Regions from separate parts of the Zea mays genome. Here all the other regions are linked to region 2. The links are chromatin contacts, called in public Hi-C maps. All regions are on one chromosome and are shown on one strand. The core of a region is the stretch at or near the end of the contact, and the rest is flanking DNA. Distances in the headings are between cores, read along the strand shown. Region 1 holds the start of LOC100216850. Region 2 holds the start of LOC100273299. Region 3 has its middle 42 kb from the start of TRNAW-CCA.

Evidence for each region. Hi-C and Micro-C count contacts between places; a contact is called where the count stands out from the background.
Region 1: a Hi-C map of leaf shows a contact between it and region 2, with 4 times the contacts expected there. The contact joins the promoter of LOC100216850 here to the promoter of LOC100273299 in region 2. A contact is called at or near these places in 3 of 25 Hi-C or Micro-C datasets (bundle sheath, ear and leaf).
Region 3: a Hi-C map of ear shows a contact between it and region 2, with 2.6 times the contacts expected there. The contact joins the enhancer-like site here to the promoter of LOC100273299 in region 2. A contact is called at or near these places in 2 of 25 Hi-C or Micro-C datasets (bundle sheath and ear).

Annotation. Positions count from the first base shown.
Region 1 is chr1:95,695,687-95,699,544 of Zm-B73-REFERENCE-NAM-5.0, reverse strand. It overlaps LOC100216850, which reads right to left and starts at 2,163. Exons shown (of 5, transcript NM_001143242.1): 1 at 1,799-2,163; 2 at 1,308-1,531; 3 at 1,109-1,189; 4 at 962-1,009; 5 at 186-846. The coding sequence starts at 2,084. The coding sequence ends at 640.
Region 2 is chr1:96,226,924-96,230,790 of Zm-B73-REFERENCE-NAM-5.0, reverse strand. LOC100273299 reads right to left here and starts at 1,704. Exons shown (of 1, transcript NM_001147740.1): 1 at 383-1,704. The coding sequence starts at 1,667. The coding sequence ends at 702.
Region 3 is chr1:95,338,045-95,341,847 of Zm-B73-REFERENCE-NAM-5.0, reverse strand. No RefSeq gene overlaps it. Among protein-coding and RNA genes, the nearest start is that of TRNAW-CCA, 42 kb to the right of the region's middle. Within about 2 kb of position 1,262, at least 17 of the 20 cell types and tissues checked have an H3K27ac peak or open chromatin away from gene starts, as enhancers often do. A contact at or near this core is called in bundle sheath and ear, where this site is marked.

The sequences.
Region 1 (3,858 bases), core at 914-3,413, 530 kb after region 2:
ATATATAATTCTAACATAATCTTATATTCTAAAAGTCTGATTAATACAGATGATTTTTTATGTTTATGATATTAAATAAATGTCATTAAATAAATTATAAAATACATTTTATAATAAATTAATTTAAACAATAGATATAAATAATATTCATAAAAATAAAAAATAAAAACTGGCTAAACGCATATCACTTTAACTAAATGTCACATAACGTAAAGCTGCGACTTTCTTCCGAAGATTAGTTGGCGTATGCGTTTTGGACGGCACGGTCCAATTATTGGGCGGGATCGGGGAGCTCAGAGCCACACCCACACGACGCCTTGCGCCCGTCGCCGCCTCCTCGGATTGGAACACGAAACGAACCCACTCGAAGTCGAGACAGGGACCCATCAACCCCCAAATCCCAGCTGATCCCTCTCCCCTAATTCCATTCCACAACACTGCTAGTATTAGTGTATTACAACGCAATGCACTTCACAAACATTCCTTGCGCACAACAAAACAGAACAGAACACACCAACACAACCAGCAAGACCGAAACCCGGCTGCGCGCGGCAGCCTGACGAGGCTGATAATACTTGATGAAACGCATGCTCGCAGGGGAAGCCAAATGCGAGTAGCTCCCTCGGCGTCCCGGCCGAGTCACAGAACCTTGATGGCCCCCGCCGCGCCGCCGCAGACGCACCGGGAAGGGGGCGCGATGCTGAGCTCCAGGCCGTTGACGGCGATGCTGAGCTCCAGGCTGTCGACGGTCGAGGCCGTTTCCAGGCCGGAGGCCATGGAGAGCGAAGTCCCCGCGGGAACATGGGAGTTCTTGTTGAAATAGTAGTAGTCAGTCAGTTGATTAACCTGTCCAAAGGATCATTCAGTTCGCTTGTCAGTTTTGCTCAGACTATTATATAGTACATGAAAACGTCCTTCCGCCCTTACTACCAGTGCAATAGAGGGCATAAGGTTACCTTACCTGCATGTTACTGCCTAAAATCTCTCCGAGGCCTCTATATCTTGGTATCTGAGGAGAGGGAGGATAAAAAATTCACTGTTCAGATCTTGGGTTCTCAGTTACCACCAGGACAAGGAGAAAACACAGCGGAAGGAGTATATAAATTACGGGGACGTCGCCGCGGTCGGTGTGGATTATCTCCTGCGTAGGCGCCGGTTTGGCAGCGACGATGCTCTGAGGGCCTGGCACCTGAAACGAAACAAAAAAAAAAAGGGGGGGAGAAAGAAAGAGGACGATTAGCGCTGTTGGCTGGCTCCAAGATCTGACGAATCGTTCTTGTACTGTACCAGTTGGAGTGCTAGCTCACCTGGTTGTCCTTGTAGTCCGCGATACCGACGTCGAAGAGGCTCGCCCGGCGCTTCTTCATACCGGGGTTGGTCTGCCGGAGGAAGTACTTCTGGGCGTGGCTGGCCACCTGCGTCGCCGTCCTGGTGGTGACGAAGCCCTTGGAGATGCCCCTCCAGTCCCCCTTGCCCAGCTGCCTTAGCCCGTCCAGGAACTTCCTGTGCTCCTCCTCGGTCCATGGAATTCCTGCGCCGATTCCACCGAACAACGGATCAATTCACAGTAAAAGCATTTCTGGGCTGCAAGATAGCTGCCGTTGACTCGCACGGAGATACTTTTGTGTGTGTGTGTGTGTTGTGTAAATGCCTGAATGTTTTACTGGTTGGTTTCTGAATCTAAGAAAGGACAACATTTTCCGTTGGAATCCATCGTCCATCGTGGGATTAATTACAAGAAGAGCAGAGCAGTAAAGAAAGCGATTGATAGAAATCCAGAAAGAAAAAAAAAGCTCACCTTTCTTCCTGTCCTGTGCCTTGCGACGGCGGCGCTTCTGCTGGCCGGACGCCAGCTCCGCGTCGTCGGAGGCGTACCCCTTGCAGCCCTCTTTCTCCTCCGGCGACAGCAGCGGGTTGATGGTGAGGTCGGGCATGCTGGAGCTCTTCCTCAGGTCCATCGGCGACTCCTCCGGCTCCCCGCTGCCGCCACCCCGGTGGACGTCCACGCCGAACAGCCTGAGGAGCACCGGCGTCATCGTCTCCCTCCGCTGCTGCCCCTCCTCCTCCGGCCGGTCCATGTCCATTCGGTCCCTGCTTTGGATGTGCTGCTTTGGAGGCTACCGTAGGCCGCACTCGCGGTTGCGGCACAAGAGGCCAAGCAGGAGAAGAGTACCTGTGGTGCCCCGCCCCCCTGGGGGGGCCTTGCTCCGTTGGTCTTGCTTACATTTATGGGATCGTATCCAGTGCACAAGGGCCACGCCGTGCACAAATGCACAAAACGAAATCTGGCCGTCCATTTTCCATCCAACGACATGACGGCGCGGGGGGTTTTTCACAAAACAGACTCGGCAAGCTACGGAGGCTGCGGGAGGGTTCATCTGCATATTTACGACGGCCGTTGGATGGAAAATGGACGGCCAGATTTCGTTTTGTGCATTTGTGCACGACGTGGCCCTTGTGCACTGGATACGATCCCTACATTTATATGCCCGGTCTCTGTGTTATTTCCTTGAGGAAACCGATATGTCCTGAAAAGTTTTAAGCCTTCTGATCTGTATTTTTTTTATTATTGAAGCGAATTAGATTGGTCTCGGAGCGAAATTATGGTTGACCGATGCGGCCGAGGCAGATTTTCGTGAAACGGCACGGATTATGATACAATTGTTCGCCCAGCTTCGACTACTAGTGCATCGGCAATAATAATACAGAGGCACGTAATAACAAATTCGGCGGCGTCACCAATCACGTCAAAAATGAATCCCTCGTCGTCAGTAACCACGTCGAAAACAGATTCCTCGTCCCGTTCTTTTTTTTTCGCGGTCTTCGAAATTGCCAACGAAACACGCCTGCACATCTGACTGTTTTTTTTTATGAACTCATGTTCGTTCGTAATTCGTATGGGGCAAACAGACTTGGCATTCCAGGTTACCGAATTTTTTACATTTTAGCCCTTTTATAGGAAAAAAATCACGTTTAGACCTTAAAAAATTTTAATAGCAATTTTGGACCCTTTGCTCGGCGCCATAGGCTATGGCGCCGAGGTAACACAGCTCGGCGCCACAGATCTTGGCGCGAGGTACGTGCTACGCTGGCACACCTGGCCGACGTGGCACCGAGCTCGGCGCCACAGATCTTGGCGCCGAGCTCGGTTGTGTTTTAACAGTTTTGTTGGAAAGCTGTAAGCATAAGGCTTGTCTAGCCCAGTTGGTAGAGCACAATGCTTTTCACCTTGAGGTCCTGAGTTCAAGCCCATAGTTTGCATTTCAATATTCTTGTCTTTATCATTGATTTGTTTTTTTTTGTTTATGTCGCTGATGTGTCCATACAAATTTATTTTTAGGTACCATGATCCTCGTTTTTTTGGGTAAATTAAAATGCGAGCAGTATAAGCATGACACTTAAACCTCTCGATTCGCAGCGAGCATGGCTAGTATTTTTCTTTTTTCTTCCAAGTAAATACCTTTTCCCGTATATTGTCCCATTTTGGTGTCCTTTAAGTCCGATAGAGCAAGGACACCTGTGTCTTGATACGTAGATTAAAGACAATGTCGTCAAGCAGAGAGAGGCTTTAAGATTCGTGCGTACGATGCCACGATGGTGGCCGGCAATGGAGCGTGTAGCCACCATGGTCGTGTGCAGTGTGCTCCACTGAGCCGGCTGGGTCCTTCACTCGCCGCTTTTACTATAGTATAGGAACCAACAACCGGATCGCGTACTTGTTAATTAGTCCACCGATACTCTGACGTATTTTCCGCCTGACACGTATACATATAGCTAGCTAGCTTGTGTTACGTACGTACAATGGTCAATGGATGAAAATGGACTCTGGCCGGAGTGCACAGTCGAGACTCGAGACTA
Region 2 (3,867 bases), core at 455-2,954:
ATCTGATCCGAAGCACTATAGACTAGGCTAACTAGAGATATCATCTAATTTTGTCCTTATCCAATAACAGTAACTAACTCTCCTCTTATCTAGTAAGAGTAGCTAACTTTTATCTAACTAATCTGAAGTTCTTAACTATAGATCCAATCTAATTTGAAATAGTAATCTGATCAGGAGTACTATAGACTAGGCTTATAGCCTTCGTCTCTGTACTCCAGGCATAACAATAGCATTACAGTTTACTCACAACACAGGATGAACCTCAGTGAAATATAGAGATTCCATATGCTTGCTCACCGAATACCTCGAATGCAGCGTTAAACTAATCTAGCAATTGGACGGTCATAACAAGAGTCTAGCGAAGCGATCAAACTCAACAATAAAATTGACAACGAGTAGATGCCATTTGAACAAGCTGAAGTGTTTCAACGTAACAGCAGCAGCTCATCATAAGCTCATAACACAAGTCGTTCACTGATTAAAACTGAGACCACCTAATTTCTAATTCAAACCTCGCCCTTCCCCCCTTATCCATATCCATATCCCTACACCTACATCACCATCCATACACAATAGTAAGATTATATTGCTACTGACACAAAGTTAACAATACTAGCATGAACAGCAGTCAACGCAGAGCGAGGAAGGATGCACACAAGGTTGACAGAGCAGAACTAGAGCAACCGGGCTACATGGATTGATCAGTCCTCTTCCATTGCGGCAGAGGAAGGGGAGACCCTGGCCTTCTTGTGCTGCTGCTGCTGCTGCTGCTTACCCAGGAAGGCCTCGAGGAAGAGCTGTTGGGCGTCGAGCATCGTCTGGGTGCGCTTCATCTCTGACTCCATTCGTTCCTTCTCCATCTGAAGCGACAGCTCGAGCCTGCGCTCCTCCATACGAAGGAACCCCTCCCCGACGGACCGCAGTGCGGCAGCCACCTCGGCCATCGCCTCTGACTCGGCGTCGTCCTCGCCGCCGCTCCTCTCCGGCTTCACAGCTGCCGCCGCGGCGGGCTTCGTGCGGCAGGCCTTAGGGATGGTGAAGCGCAGCCCGCTCCCGGCCCCGCCGTTGGAGATGAGCCCGTGCAGGCTCCTGCTCCGCACAGCCTCCTCGGAGGAGGAAGGGGAGGACACAGGGGAAGGCGGGGATGCCGGCGGGGCAGGGCCCTTGGTCTTGATCTTGACGATGGCGTTAGGGCTAGGGTCCGGCACGCCGCCGCCGGCGAGGTCGTGGAGGAGCGGGAAGAACGGCCACTTGGGCCCCTTGGACCGCCCCGCGGATCGCGACCGCTCAGCGCGGTATCGCTTTCGAAGCTTCTCGATCTTGTGGCGGCACTGCACGCCGGACTTATGCGTGGCGGTGGGGAACCGACCGCAGCGAGCGGTGACGGCGTTGGCCACGTCGTCCCAGTCAGCCGCGCGCAGGTTGCCCTTCCTCAGCGCCTCCCACCTGTCGCGGTACGCCTCGATGAGCGCGAGGGTCTCCTCGTGCGTCCAGCACGGCGGCGGCAGCCTCCGGCCGGAGCCCCCGCCCCCGAGCCCTATTCCTCCCCCCGAGGAGGCCGCTGCCGCGGCCGCAGCAGCCGCCGCGGCGACGTGCGCGGACAGGGGGGGCAGGTCGGGAGATGAGACGACGTCGTCCCTGGCCGCATCGGAGGTCGAGGAAGACATGGCCGATCAGCTGCGGCGGCGAAGGGAGGCGGCTAGGGTTTGGTGGTGGTGGTGGTGGTGGAGATGGGGAACGGAGGCGGAGGTGGGGAACCGGTCATATAAGGAGCAGGAGGCGAGGCGGTGCGGTGGTGGGCCGCGGGCATGGGCCGCGCCCGCGGTGAAATGACCGGCTACGGAGGGCATCGCCCACCGGTGCGGCCGCGTGGGCGGGCGGAGCGGTGCGGTGGTTTTGCGGGGTTTGTCGCAGAGCCGCGTACTCGCGGCCGATGGACGAGGCCTGGCCTGAGGGCACGAGCCTATGAGGAAAGGAGGCGCGATTGAAACGGCACGAGGCCACGGGAGTACGGCGCCGCACCCAGCGGAGCCCGTGCCGTGGTGGGCGCGGCGCGCGAGCGCCCGCCTCCGCTGCTCCGCAGCCGCGCGGCCTGGCCGTGTTGTGCCCGTGGGGCGTGTGGGAACTTGGATGGGGATGGATAATTCAGCGGTTGGGTGGGTGGCGAGTGGCGGCCGCCCTGCCTTTTTCCTCCTCGGTTCCGCGCGGCCTAGACCTGATATTTTCATTCGCGAGATCCAGCCGCAGGGCGCTGTTCAGTTTGCGGAAGTGCGTGACGGGGCGGCCAAAAGTCAAGAGATGTTTGTTCAAGGACTAAACTGTAGCCTATGTTACATCAAATATTTGGAAGTCAAATACGAGTATTAAAAATAGTCTACTTATAAAATTAATTATATAGATAAAAACTAAATAATGCAATTTTTTTGTCATAACTAATCTATAATTAGTAAATATTTACGGTTGTATCACATGAGTGAATTATGGACTAATTAGTTTTAATAGATTGGTCTTGTTGTTTAGTCTTTATCTGTATAGTCGGTTTTATAATCAAATTGTATTTAATATTTATAACTAACATTTAAGCATGTGACATGGACTAAAATTTAAAAACACCAAACAAGGCCTTAATATTCTCAATGGCCTATCTCCTGGGCAAAGTGTATAATTGTTAGCTCTTCATTATTAATATAGTAACCCTACTTATCTCTCTTATAATTTTTTGGTTCTTATAGCTAAGTTGTATATAGGTTTATAACACACTTCTCTCTCCTTCACATGAACATTTAGCCTACTTACAACCTCGTATTATACTTGCTCTAAGGTTGTCTCCAAGGGTCACTTGTAAACAACCTCTAATGGTATATAGAGAAGCACAATTCTCCGATAAAAAACAATCTTCGTATATATATTGTATTTTCATTCGCGAGATCCAGCCGCAGGGCGCTGTTCAGTTTGCGGAAGTGCGCGTGACGGGGCGGCCAAAAGTCAAGAGATGTTTGTTCAAGGACTAAACTGTAGCCTATGTTACATCAAATATTTGGAAGTCAAATACGAGTATTAAAAATAGTCTACTTATAAAATTAATTATATAGATAAAAACTAAATAATGATACATTTTTTTGTCATAACTAATCTATAATTAGTAAATGTTTACGGTAGTATCACATGAGTGAATCATGCATTAATTAGTTTTAATAGATTGGTCTTGTTGTTTAGTCCTCGTCTGTATAGTCAGTTTTATAATTAAATTGTATTTAATATTTCTAACTAACATCTAAGCATGTGACATGGACTAAAATTTAAAAAAGAGAACCAAACAAGGCCTTAATATTCTCAATGGCCTATCTCCTTGGCCAAGTGTATAATTGTTAGCTTTTCATTATTAATATAGTGACCCTACTTATCTCTCTTATAATTTTTTGGTTCTTATATCTAAGTTGTATATAGGTTTATAACACACTTCTCTCTCCTTCACATGAACATTTAGCCTACTTACAACCTCATATTATACTTGCTCTAAGGTTGTCTCCAAGGGTCACTTGTAAACAACCTCTAATGGTATATAGAAAAGCACAATTCTCCTATAAAAAACAATCTTCGTGTGTGTGTGTGTATATATATATATATATATATATATATTGTATATTACGAGCCCTGGCTTCGATAACTAGAGGAAGCTCATGTCAGACGGTGCAATCCGGTCGAGCTGGACCAGGTCCGGGCTGCAATAAAAACACCCACACGCCGTCAGGGATTAGGTTTTAGCGGGGGCGGCGGTTCCCTCGGGCGTGCGAGCGACGGCGATCCTGGGGGCCAGCGACGGTGTCGCCCCGAGGCGGGCGAGCGACGACAACGCTCCACCAGGAA
Region 3 (3,803 bases), core at 13-2,512, 890 kb after region 2:
GCCGAAAAACTAAAACAAACATGACCAATATTATTTGGATCATCCTTTCTCCCTCGTCCCTCCCCTTCCCCTACGACGACCCGGCCGCCCCCAGCCTCCATCGTGTCATGTCGCCTCCTCCCCTCTGGTGGCGCCCATGAGATTTTAGGGGCCCAAGACAAGTTTAATGTATAGGCATTTCACTCAATATACATATAAAAATATTTACCTCAAATAAAAAAATAAAAAAGTACATATTATTACCTTAAAAATTTCTTCTATCATATTTAAATATGATCAGGATATGGATCGTGGTTGACAATTTTTCGACACTTTACCGCTGAACTAATAGACTATAAATAGATAGTCTAGCCAATATAAGTATATATCTAGGGTTAGGCCCTTTGAAATCGGGGGCAGGGCAGCCACCCCTCCGCCCACCCTCAGCGCCGCCGTTGTCAACCTCTCTCCTTGTGCCACCGTTGTCAGGGGCGAAGCCAATGTCACTTTCACCACATTGCACACATTAAGAATATACACAAGATCTTAGAAATATATGGTCAAAATATATTTGGCTAATAGAAAATATTTTTTTGCCACTCCACCGGGCAAAGTGTATATGGCGTCGCCCCTGACCGTTGTCGTTGTTGGTCTCTTCGCTCCTCTTCGTGAGATTGTAGCGTTAGTACGAACTATATGCCAGTACGTCAGTGGTATTTCATTTGCCAAAAATAAATAGTTGTAAGCAAGTTTTATTTTGTTGGATGATGTCAGAAATTATTGTAGCGTCCAGATCTAGACCAGCAAATGAAGCCACGCTCTGCTCCCGTGCTCCGTCTCCGAGTGACAAGGGCAAAAGGAGCCGGTCGACGACAACAACAACAACAAAATTTTGACAATTACTCGTCCATGTCCACACGTCTTGCTTTGATTGAGGCGTCCCCGTCGTTACTCCACATCAATGGCTCCCATGCATGCATGCAATGCATCCAAGGCGAAATGCATCTCCGTTTCCTCTTTCGGAAATAAAGGGTGAAAAAGACACAGAATCTTTCTGTGGCAACCGTGGACCATTAACCTATTAGCGTGTTTCTCTCTTTCCTGTCTGTACGCGCATTCATGCATCTCTACAGTTGAGTTGCTATCTCATATATATACGTACGTGGGCCAACACGCGGTCTTCCGCCGTACACGGCGCTGTGCGACTGCGTGAGCTCCACAGCGTTGTTTCTGCCTAGGGATAAGGCCCAATGGGCGCCCAGACGCGCCACGTTTTTATGAAGTGGGCGGATTGTGCCGAGGTGGCAAGGCCCATCGTGAAGCAGGCCCTGCTCGGACCTGCCACGCTATCTTGGCCCGACCCGTGCGTTGCTGTCCACCATGACGACGAAGGCCGCCGCTGCCCGCGGTTAGAGGCATGTTTGGTTCCCTACCTAATTTGTCACATTTTGCCTAACTTTTCTGCATAAGATTAGTTCTTCAATTTGAACGACTAACCTTAGGCAAAGTGTGGTATAGTTAGCCACGAATAAACAGGCCCTAGGTTTGGAGAGCTTGTTTTGTTTACGACAGAATTTACTGTACTAGAGATTTTGTTTATCCAGCAAGAGTTGAAAAAAAGAAGAAATGTCATACTTTTAGAGTTAATTTGGGAACTCTATTTTTCCATCAGATTTCTATTTTTTCAAGAGAAAATGAACTAATTTCCTCAATGAAAATAAAATTCACTCGAAAAAACGTGGTTTCTAAACTAGCTTAGCGTGTCAAATATAAAAGTCGGCTAAGTTGTAGCAGAAAATTAAACATCAGTAAGAATCATCTCGGATGTTATCCAAACAGTCCAGTGCGTATGTTCATGGATCATGGTGTGATTGGATGCCTAGCTGGAGACGCTGGTCCTCCTCTCTGCAGACAAGACATGCATAGCCGTAGCCGATGATGGTTCACGTCGCTTGCCTGCAAAGCGAGGTGATGGTCAAAAGCGGAGTGTCAGGCTGGCTAGTGCCGTTTCCATTGGTTATTTTACTGGCAGTAAATTTCAAAAAGGAACCTGCTGCTGCGATCAAATAGTGCTGCTAGGAACAGAACTAGAAAACCTATACTAACTCCGCTGTACTATTACTTAACGTTTTAGATAAATTGAAATCAAATTTATAAAATTTTGACTACAAATAACTAATTTGTTATTTAGTTTTGGAATCTAATATTTAAGCACTGATTTGTCTTAAAAATACTTTTGTAAAAGTATAAATATATTAAGAGCTTATTGTATTTTAATAGAAAAACATTGGTCAAAGTTAAATTTTGAAGACCGTGTCTGTTAGTCACTTGATTTCAATCCCGTAAATGTATTAAAAATCAAGACAACACAAATAAACAGGTCAACCTTCATAGTCATCCCCTTTTATCATTCTTGGAGAGAAGATAAAATGAAAGGATGAAGATAAAAATTTGCTTATGTAAGTGGGTCATTCAAACATAGACAAAAACAAAATACAATGATTACAAGAAATTAAATAATGAAACAGGAAATTAAACAAAATACAATGATTACAAGAAATTGCTTATGTAGGTTTGGTTTAAGACAGAATGTGTTGAAATCCCTCTTCCTTATTATATGAATTCAAAGATTGAACATATACGTTCATCTTCGTAAAAATTACAACGAGGGGGTACAAGGGAGTACATAAGTTATAGCTTCGTATAGAGAGAAAAAAATGAGTTTCACCCGTCCAAAAAGTGTCTCCAACGCATAACACTGTTCCTCTTTTTATATGCTCGAGATATGTTTCAGACGAATTTACAATTATATCCTTAATCCCTATACATTCAAACTATTGTACATGCCAGAGGTAAGGTTGTCCTTCTCCTTCTCTCGGTTTAGCTCCTTAGACCTCAAAGGTTGTTTATATTATGCTTCGTCCGAAGCACGTGCACCATGGTCGTCCGAAACTTGCTTCTTCAAACACCCGCATGTTCTGTTAGAAATCTATCTAGGTTATTAACCCTGCAACACACATGATAAAAACAAAAGAAATAGTTACTGGATGAGTATTTTTTTATTTTTTAGACATTCGAAAGAAAAAGACTCTTAAGGCTATTTTGATAACTCAATTTTTTCAAGGGATTTTAATTTGGTCGCTTGAAAAAATGAAGTTACTAAACTAGCCCTTAACATAGGACAACTAATAGGACATCGAAAAGATTAGAAATCAATGATTCGTCATCTTGTAAAAGCACCGTCAGCGTCGATCTCGATCGACACAAAGCAGCAGCGACTACTAGCACTAGCACAGTAGCTCTGACTACGCTCCGCTGCTCCTGAAAACGAGATCGGCGCCTGAAAGGACGAGAACGCAGCCGCCGCCGCTTTGACCGAGGCCGTCTTTCGTCAGCTTCTGTAGCACGGAAAACAAATGAAATGATCGATCTGGGATCAGATCATAGAAAGCCATGCTCCCTCGCTTCTTTCGAAATAAGGAGGAGAATCCGGCCCTTTCTCTTTTCTCCCTTCTCTAGAATAGAATATAAAAAGGCCACCGTGGGTTGTGATTTGTGTGAACGAGAAGATCCCTAGGACAGTGTGAGAGGAAAGGAATATGGTCTCTGCCACTACAGTGGACCACAAAGAAAGAAACCTGAGTTACATTACTGGCCGGATAATGCAACGTCTAAGATATTTCTCCCCCTAACCTTGCAAATCTCAAAGTCACCATAAACTAATCTCATGAACACATTTCTAAAAGGATGAATTTGGTAAGGGCTTAGTGAATAAATTATTGAGATTATCACATAATTTGGTTTACAGGATGTTTACTTCACCC